2 separate regions of the Rattus norvegicus genome follow, and region 2 is linked to region 1. A link is a contact called in public Hi-C data. All regions are on one chromosome and are shown on one strand. Each heading gives the region's core, a stretch centred on a gene start, on an enhancer-like site or on the middle of the called end of the contact. The rest is flanking DNA. Distances are from core to core; before and after follow the strand shown. Region 1 holds the start of Tgfbr3 (transforming growth factor beta receptor 3). Region 2 overlaps Tgfbr3 (transforming growth factor beta receptor 3).

What was found. Hi-C and Micro-C count contacts between places; a contact is called where the count stands out from the background.
Region 2: a Hi-C map of the A7r5 cell line shows a contact between it and region 1, with 2.3 times the contacts expected there. The contact joins the enhancer-like site here to the promoter of Tgfbr3 in region 1. A contact is called at or near these places in 3 of 12 Hi-C or Micro-C datasets (the A7r5 cell line, the Rat2 cell line and psoas muscle).

Annotation. Positions count from the first base shown.
Region 1 is chr14:2,632,414-2,635,902 of GRCr8, reverse strand. Tgfbr3 (transforming growth factor beta receptor 3) reads right to left here and starts at 1,609. Exons shown (of 17, transcript NM_017256.1): 1 at 1,366-1,609.
Region 2 is chr14:2,756,239-2,759,727 of GRCr8, reverse strand. The region is part of intron 4 of Tgfbr3 (transforming growth factor beta receptor 3); the gene reads right to left. Among named protein-coding and RNA genes, the nearest start is that of Tgfbr3, 120 kb to the right of the region's middle. Within about 2 kb of position 1,782, at least 23 of the 93 cell types and tissues checked have an H3K27ac peak or open chromatin away from gene starts, as enhancers often do. A contact at or near this core is called in the A7r5 cell line, where this site is marked.

The DNA.
Region 1 (3,489 bases), core at 360-2,859:
TTTGGACCCAGGCTTGGAGAAGCTGGATTCTGGCTCCTGCAAAGTACATACATGTATGATCACCTAAATTAATCACAGATAATCTATCTGTGTTTCAAAGGGTATATTCAACTCGAACAGGAAGCTGGGCGAGAACGGAGGGCCAAGGACTTCGCCATGACCCAAGCAGCATTGGGTTAAAAGTAACAGAAAGCTGTATATGATTTCTGGACTAGCGTCTAACATGTGATCTGTAAAATGGGCCCACTAAAATCACTTTTAACCATAGAGTTGGGGTGGTCCTTAAGTCCTGACAGGTACTAGCTGGAGTTGCTGGAGATACTGACACACAGGAGGGGATCAATACACTCCGGTTTGAGTACCTCCAAAGAACCAGCTAAGCTCTCCCTAGAATTATCCGCTACAATCTGAAAGAGGGCCATTCCCGGGATATTAAAGGATCCCGTTACGGTTTTCTGTTTTGTTTTTGTTTTGTTTTGTTTGCGTGTGGGTACTCTCCAAAGCCGCTCACTTCTTCAAAGGAAGAAGAAACTTTTAAGTCGGCTGGTTCTTCACCTCAGTGGGTCACTCGCAGGATCCCTCCCCTCGCGGCTCTCCTGTCACCGCAGGGCGCAGCACGGGGCGCAAACACCTGTGCAGCGCTCGGCGGCGCGGTCCCAGTCCGGAACATATGTGCACTCCTCCAACCGCACAGCCACCTTGGGGGACCGAGTCCTCCCAGTTCACAGCTAGCGGAGCGACCGTTTGCACGAACACCTAAAGCCTCGGTAACTGGGGCTCGTCACGCCAGCAGTCTGCACTCCTGTCGGGTACGGGAAGGTGGGACAAATGTCCCAATCAGCCCAACTCTGCAAGCGGATTCCTCTAGCAACATCCATGAGTTTCAAGTTTGTCCCAACCAAGTTCACACTCGCAGGGAGCCTCTACCATCAGCGGGAGCGCGGCGGGATTAACCCGGGCGCGTCCTCCGCTGCGTTTTCAGGACTGACTCCCCGAGCCAGGGAGTGGCCGTCAGGGACCCTGGACTGGCGTGGGCGCGCGTGTCTCGCGGCCGCGGCCTCTGCTATCCATCAGGGTCCAGCGCCCACCCACGCTGTCACGCGCCGGGAGGGCAGTGGCCTGCGGCCCCGCAGGGGACTAGGAAACCGCGGAGAGGAAGAGCGAAAGCGGGCGTGGGGAACTCCTTCCTGGAGCTGCCCACCCGGGACCGCCGCGGATCCTGGTTCCGCTCAGCGTCAACCCGGCCCGGCCAAAGCCAGGTCCCGGGCTCTGGGTCCCGGGTGACCCGAGCAACCCCGCGAAGCAGGCACCGACTCGCACCGCGCAGCGTGCACAGCCGCTCACCGGGCGCCGAGCAGCACGTACCTCGCAGGCAGCGTGTCCAGGACCGGTCGTCCGCCGCGAGGTGGAGGAGTTACTAGCCGAAGCGAGTCCCCGCGCCCAGCGCGCGCAGGCGGCCGCGAGCTCAGCAGCCGCAGTGCAACTGCGCCATCCGGACCCCGCCGGGGACTTTCACCTCCTGCCGGGAGCTCGCGGAATCGCGCAGCGAAAGTGGCCTGGAAGGACAGCAGCCCGCTTTCTCCTCTCCCCACTGTCTCTCACTGCCAGGGAGGAGGAAAGTGGCGCTCGGCGTCCCCGAAAGCCTGGATCACCCCCATCGGGCCCGTGCGGCGCCCTAGCTCGGCCGCGCACACGCGCGGGCGGGGTCGGGCGCGCAGCCACAGCAATCAGCGCGAGGGGGGAAGGGCACTGCGGGCCTTGGGGGCTCGGCCGCCTAGAAACTCCTCCTCCTGCCCCTCCTCTCCTCCTCCTCCACTGCTGATGGATGAGCCGAGAGAGCTTGCTCCAGCCTGCGCTTCCCTTCGGGCAGAGAAGGCTGGGGCTGGAAGGAGAGAAAGGAAGTCAGGGAGCGGCCCGGGATGGGGTAACAGCTGGGGATCCCTGGCCTGGGAGAAGTGTGGGGTACCCGGGATGTGGCGATCACTGAGGGGACTCGCTGCCTCTCTCTGGATCCTTCAAACTACCAGGGTCTTAAGAGAAGATAGGGACCGTGGTTGTCGATATCAAAATTCTTTTTTAAAATATCTCAGAGAAGCCCACTCCTACATCGCAGCCCCGTGCACATACATTCATTCTGCCCCAGTTTGGGTTTTCTCCCGGTTCTGGTTATCATGCTCTTTCTCTGTACAGCCTGGCACAGAGTGCCTTCTCTAGCTATTGTGCTACCTGAATTCCAACCCTGCAGTCTCCCCATGGCCCTGAGTGTGAAGGACAGGCGAGCACGCAGGGTCCCGCCTGCACGCATGTGCCGGCGACATGCACCTTGCAAGGCTTGAACGCCACTACTTCAATCACCAACACAACTCTGATGCTCTGTTTACACTTCGCTTTCTGTTGAAAGGTGAATTGCCCATTGGGGCCATAGTTCAGTAGTAATGTTATGTGCCCAACATACACAGAGCCCTGAGTTTGATCCCCAGCCCCCCATACAACCAAGTATGGCAGGAGGATCAAAAGTTCAAAAACAGCCTTGACCAGAGTGAGGTCAGAAGACAACTTTCTCCCTTTCCACCACGTAGGGCCCAGGAATCCAACTTAGGTGCAGTTCTTCAGGCTTGGCAGCAAGCACCTTGACCCACAGAATTCTGTCACCAGCTACTTCACCGGAAACTCTACCAGTGACACAGCAGATGAAGTGACAGAAGTGACTGGTTCAAAGACAGGTTTCCAGTCTTGACAGTTGTTGGATAATCAGGGAACCTTTGCACAAATGAGGGACCCAGTTAGACTTCTGTAATTTTAATTTTTAAAGTCTATTTTTTAATGATGGTTCTTAGACACCTTAACCTCCCTTCTAGCCCATCACCCACCAGAGAGGTAGGAAAAAGGAAAGGGTAACAGGGGAGTGGACCTGTTTAGAAATGGTCCTTTGGAGCAACTCCCAGCTGTATTGTCTGGAAATCGGCCGTTCAGTTCACAGGTTCGAAGAGACAGCTCCATCCACCCACAAACACTTCACGACATATGGGCAGCCAGTTCAGTAGAGTCGGGACAGTAAACAGGAATCAGCAGCAGTGGCACTGCCTAGCAGAAACAGCCAGGCCTCAGCCTCAGCAGCAGGAGAGACCAACAGGAGAAGTTCTCGGCTACGCCTCTCTCTCTAGGAAGTGAATCTCAGCAAAGACTCCAGACCAACCAGTGTTACACAGCTGGCTCCATAAACAAACCTAGCTCAGCCACACACACACACACACACACACACACACACACACACACACACACCTGTCACTGGCCACCGAGTTCTATTCATACTCTCTCCAAACAGCACATGTCCTCCATGGGTCTTGCCTCAGCCAGGTGAGTCTGTCTCAGCTGACACCACTGTCAGTCAGCCCGAGTCCATGAAAGCCACAAGAAACTGCGACACACCACAAGTTTCTTGGTGTGTTTCTCGTTGGAGTCCTGACAGATGGAGCTCAACTATGCAAT
Region 2 (3,489 bases), core at 533-3,032, 120 kb before region 1:
TGCTTGCTCAGCCGCTGTGATATGCTCCAACCCTTTCTACACAATATTTCACGCTCTCATATACGCACACGCATGCACTCAGATAAGTTGCTTGTTTTGTGCCCTTGTTATGCACCAGCCCAGCTCTAAACACTTGATCTTCCTCCTCTGCCCCCCCGGGGGGGCTAGAATTATAGGCGTGTGCCATCATGTCTGATACACACATATTTCAAATGCTGATTTGCTCTCCGAACCGCCCCATGATCTGCGCCGCCATCATCTCTATCGTGGCTGACGTGGACCGTGCCTAAGGAGCTGCTATTATCCCAACACTCGGACTCTGCCAGATTTTCCAGTGGGCCCAGCGTCTCTAGGTGACTCTGCTTGGTCTTGTTAGGAAACACCTCGCTCAGTGTTCCACAGTGTGGGAGGCAAGCACAGACCCAGTGTGGGGACCTTGCCGGTGCCTCTCCACCGGTGACTCTCAGCCAGGGACGATTCTGTTCCTCAGGGGGGCATTTGGCAATGTCTGTCAAGAAATAATTTTGATTCTCATAACCAGGAGGAGGTGACGCTGGTATCTCATCTAGCCATCCTATGATGACGTGTGGAGCGGCTCCAACAAAGAATTATCCACAGTGCCACTTCGTTGAGTCTGAGCAAACTTGCTGAAAACGCTGACGGTACACGCTGGGAAGGCTGCGGCAGCGACCATGGAGTAATGACCCAGTGTCATTACTTGACATTACCGAGTGTCATTACTACCCAAATATTGGCTCCACTCCCCAGGATGAACCCCTAGTCACCCCACTTTAAGGTGCATATCAGGTTTCGATCTTTCTTGTTTCCATAGTTATTTACTTTGTGTGTGTGTGTGTGTGTGTGTGTGTGTGTGTGTCCCTGGGCGTGTATGGAGGTCAGAGGACAACTGGAGGGGTTGTCAGGCTTAGTAGCAGGCACTGGGTCATCTCACAAGGCCCTGTGAGTCCTTAACGTTTAAGGAAGCCTTTCTGGTCTGTACTGGCTCAGGAAGCACGAAACCAATCATCAATAAACTGGGTATAAAAACTATGTCCTAAATAAACACTAGCTGCCCACCAACTATGAGTCAGGCACAACCACCAGCCCTTCGAGTGCCTCGAGTTACAGGTAACGATGACTCAGTCCTTGGTCTGCTCAAGGGAAGCCAGTGTCAAAGGTCACCAACCATCTTCTTGCCTCTACTAACCAAGCCACTCCTGGGTATCTCTGCGGGGGTGTGGCCACGCCCCAACACCGAACCCTAAACCATCTTCACCAGATCTCGTGACTTTAGCCCCACAGTAAAATCTTCTTGCTGCTGGGAAGAACTGACACATTTTTATTCAGCTTCTCACTGAAAGAATAAAACCCACAGCAGGGCAGGGTAGGCCTTGACCCATGCCGGCATCGATGTGCATGTGAAGGTGAGGATCCTGAGATGTTCGTGGTTTGCCTCCCTTTTCGTGCTATAGACGTGCAACTTAACTCTGGGTTTCAAATGCATTGTGCAAAGCAAACTCCCCCCCCCCAGAGTGAACGAAGAGATGTGTCACACTGGTGCATTCCACGGGCAAGAAGAACAGTGCAACAGGGAGGGGTACACGGCAATGTGGAATGTGGCCTGAAGTCATGAAAGAGCCACGTGACGGTGGGGCTCAAGCAGGGGCCGCTCCTGCTGATCGGTCCTCCCTGCCACACACCAGCAATGCTGCCCCAGTGTAGTTCTCTCCAAGCAGCCCCAAAGTTCATAAACTCAGAGCTGAGGAATTTGGAAACGGAGTTAACGCCACTCCTCAGGCACATTCCAATACAGAGAGAGGGAAGTGGCCAGGGGCAGGGAGGTGTCCCTGACTACAGGTCAATGGAAATTTTCTGCTTTCGAAAGTGGTTAGTCAGCGTGCTCTCCCCTCAGCCACCAGCCCTGTAGGCCCTGCAAAGGCCCCTCCCAGCCATGGTGGAGTTGTAGATGTCGTGCACGGGTAGCTCCCACAATCCTTAGGACCAGAAATGGACCAGAATTCCATAGAGAAAGAATCCTCAGAGAGACTAAGAGTCTCCCTCAGCACCAGGGCAAGACCCACGCATGAGGCTTGGACTTGCAGTCACAGCAGGCTTCTGTTCCAACTCCTCCAGAAAGAGCCCCACACTCAAAACTGACAAGTTCCTTTCCTTTCCTTCCCTTCCCTCCCCTTCCCTGTGTGTGTGTGTGTGTGTGTGTGTGTGTGTGTGTGTGTGTATTGTGTATTGTGTATTGTAGTAGTAGTAGTAGTAGTAGTAGTAGTAGTAGTAGTAGGCACATTTGGCAAGAGACAGATCTGGAGGTCAGAGGACAACTTGTAGAAGCCAGTTATCATCCTCCACTGAGGAGACCCCTGCACCCTTGTTTGATAAGCCATCTTTCAAGCCCTACTCTCTTATCAGCCAATCCCATTCCTTCACCAGTGTTCCATATTGTAACCTGGAAAATCTTCCTAAAATGCAAACAGGTGATATTACAGAACAGCATCCTTTTACAAATACATAAAATTTATTTAATGAGAGTACATTGTAGCTGTCTTCAGACACAGTAGAAGAAGGCATCAGATCCCATTACAGATGGTTGTGAGCCACCATGTGGTTGCTGAGATTTGAACTCAGGTCCTCTCTGGGAGAGCAATCAGTGCTCTTAACCGCTGAGCCATCTCTCCAGCCCCTTAAGTATCTTAATGTGGCACATAGCTGGGGAAGAGGCGAGTCTCTGCCCCTCCCCCTCTATTTCATACCACTCTACCACATGCCCAGAATTCAGCCCAGAGAACCAATCACTGCTGTAGAACAAACGACCTAATGCTGGGCCTTCTCTCTTCCTTCCCTGCCTAGATCACTCGGCTGTGCCCTCCGCACCTGGCCAACAGGCTCCTTTCCTCCATGCCCTTCTCTGTGAGGCCTTCCATGCTCCCTGTTCTCCTCAGGGCCTCCTGCCCATCCCTGCCCTCCTATAACAGTTCCTACATACTGACACACCCGCCATCTTCCCTTGACACAGAACACCTGAGGGCCAAGGAAGCAAGCTTTCATTGTGAATTTTGTCAGCTGGTACAGTGCGTGATGCAAGGCAGGGTTAATGATTGCTTGTTGATGGGACCCTTCTTGATGTCACTTACAGGAAAATCACTTTCACCCCAGAGTTTCTAGCTTCCCCGCCTCCCCCAGAAAATGACTCTCAGCCAGGCTTTAAAGCTAATGATTTTGGTTTCTCACCTAATAACTCTAGCTAAAGACCAATTATTAGAGCGTACTTAGCAGTTCCGTGTCTCCACCCACTGAACTTTCCTCCTGCTTTCTAATTAAAACCCAACCCCCTGACGTTCCCTGACATGACAGACGTCTTCCTGTGGGAATGCACAGAACGCTGAGCTCCAGGGAGCTCCACTCTTAGCAAGGGCCCGTTGAAGGGACAATCACTCAGTTATTTTGTGATCTAACAAATCCAGGGAAGCTGAGGTACAC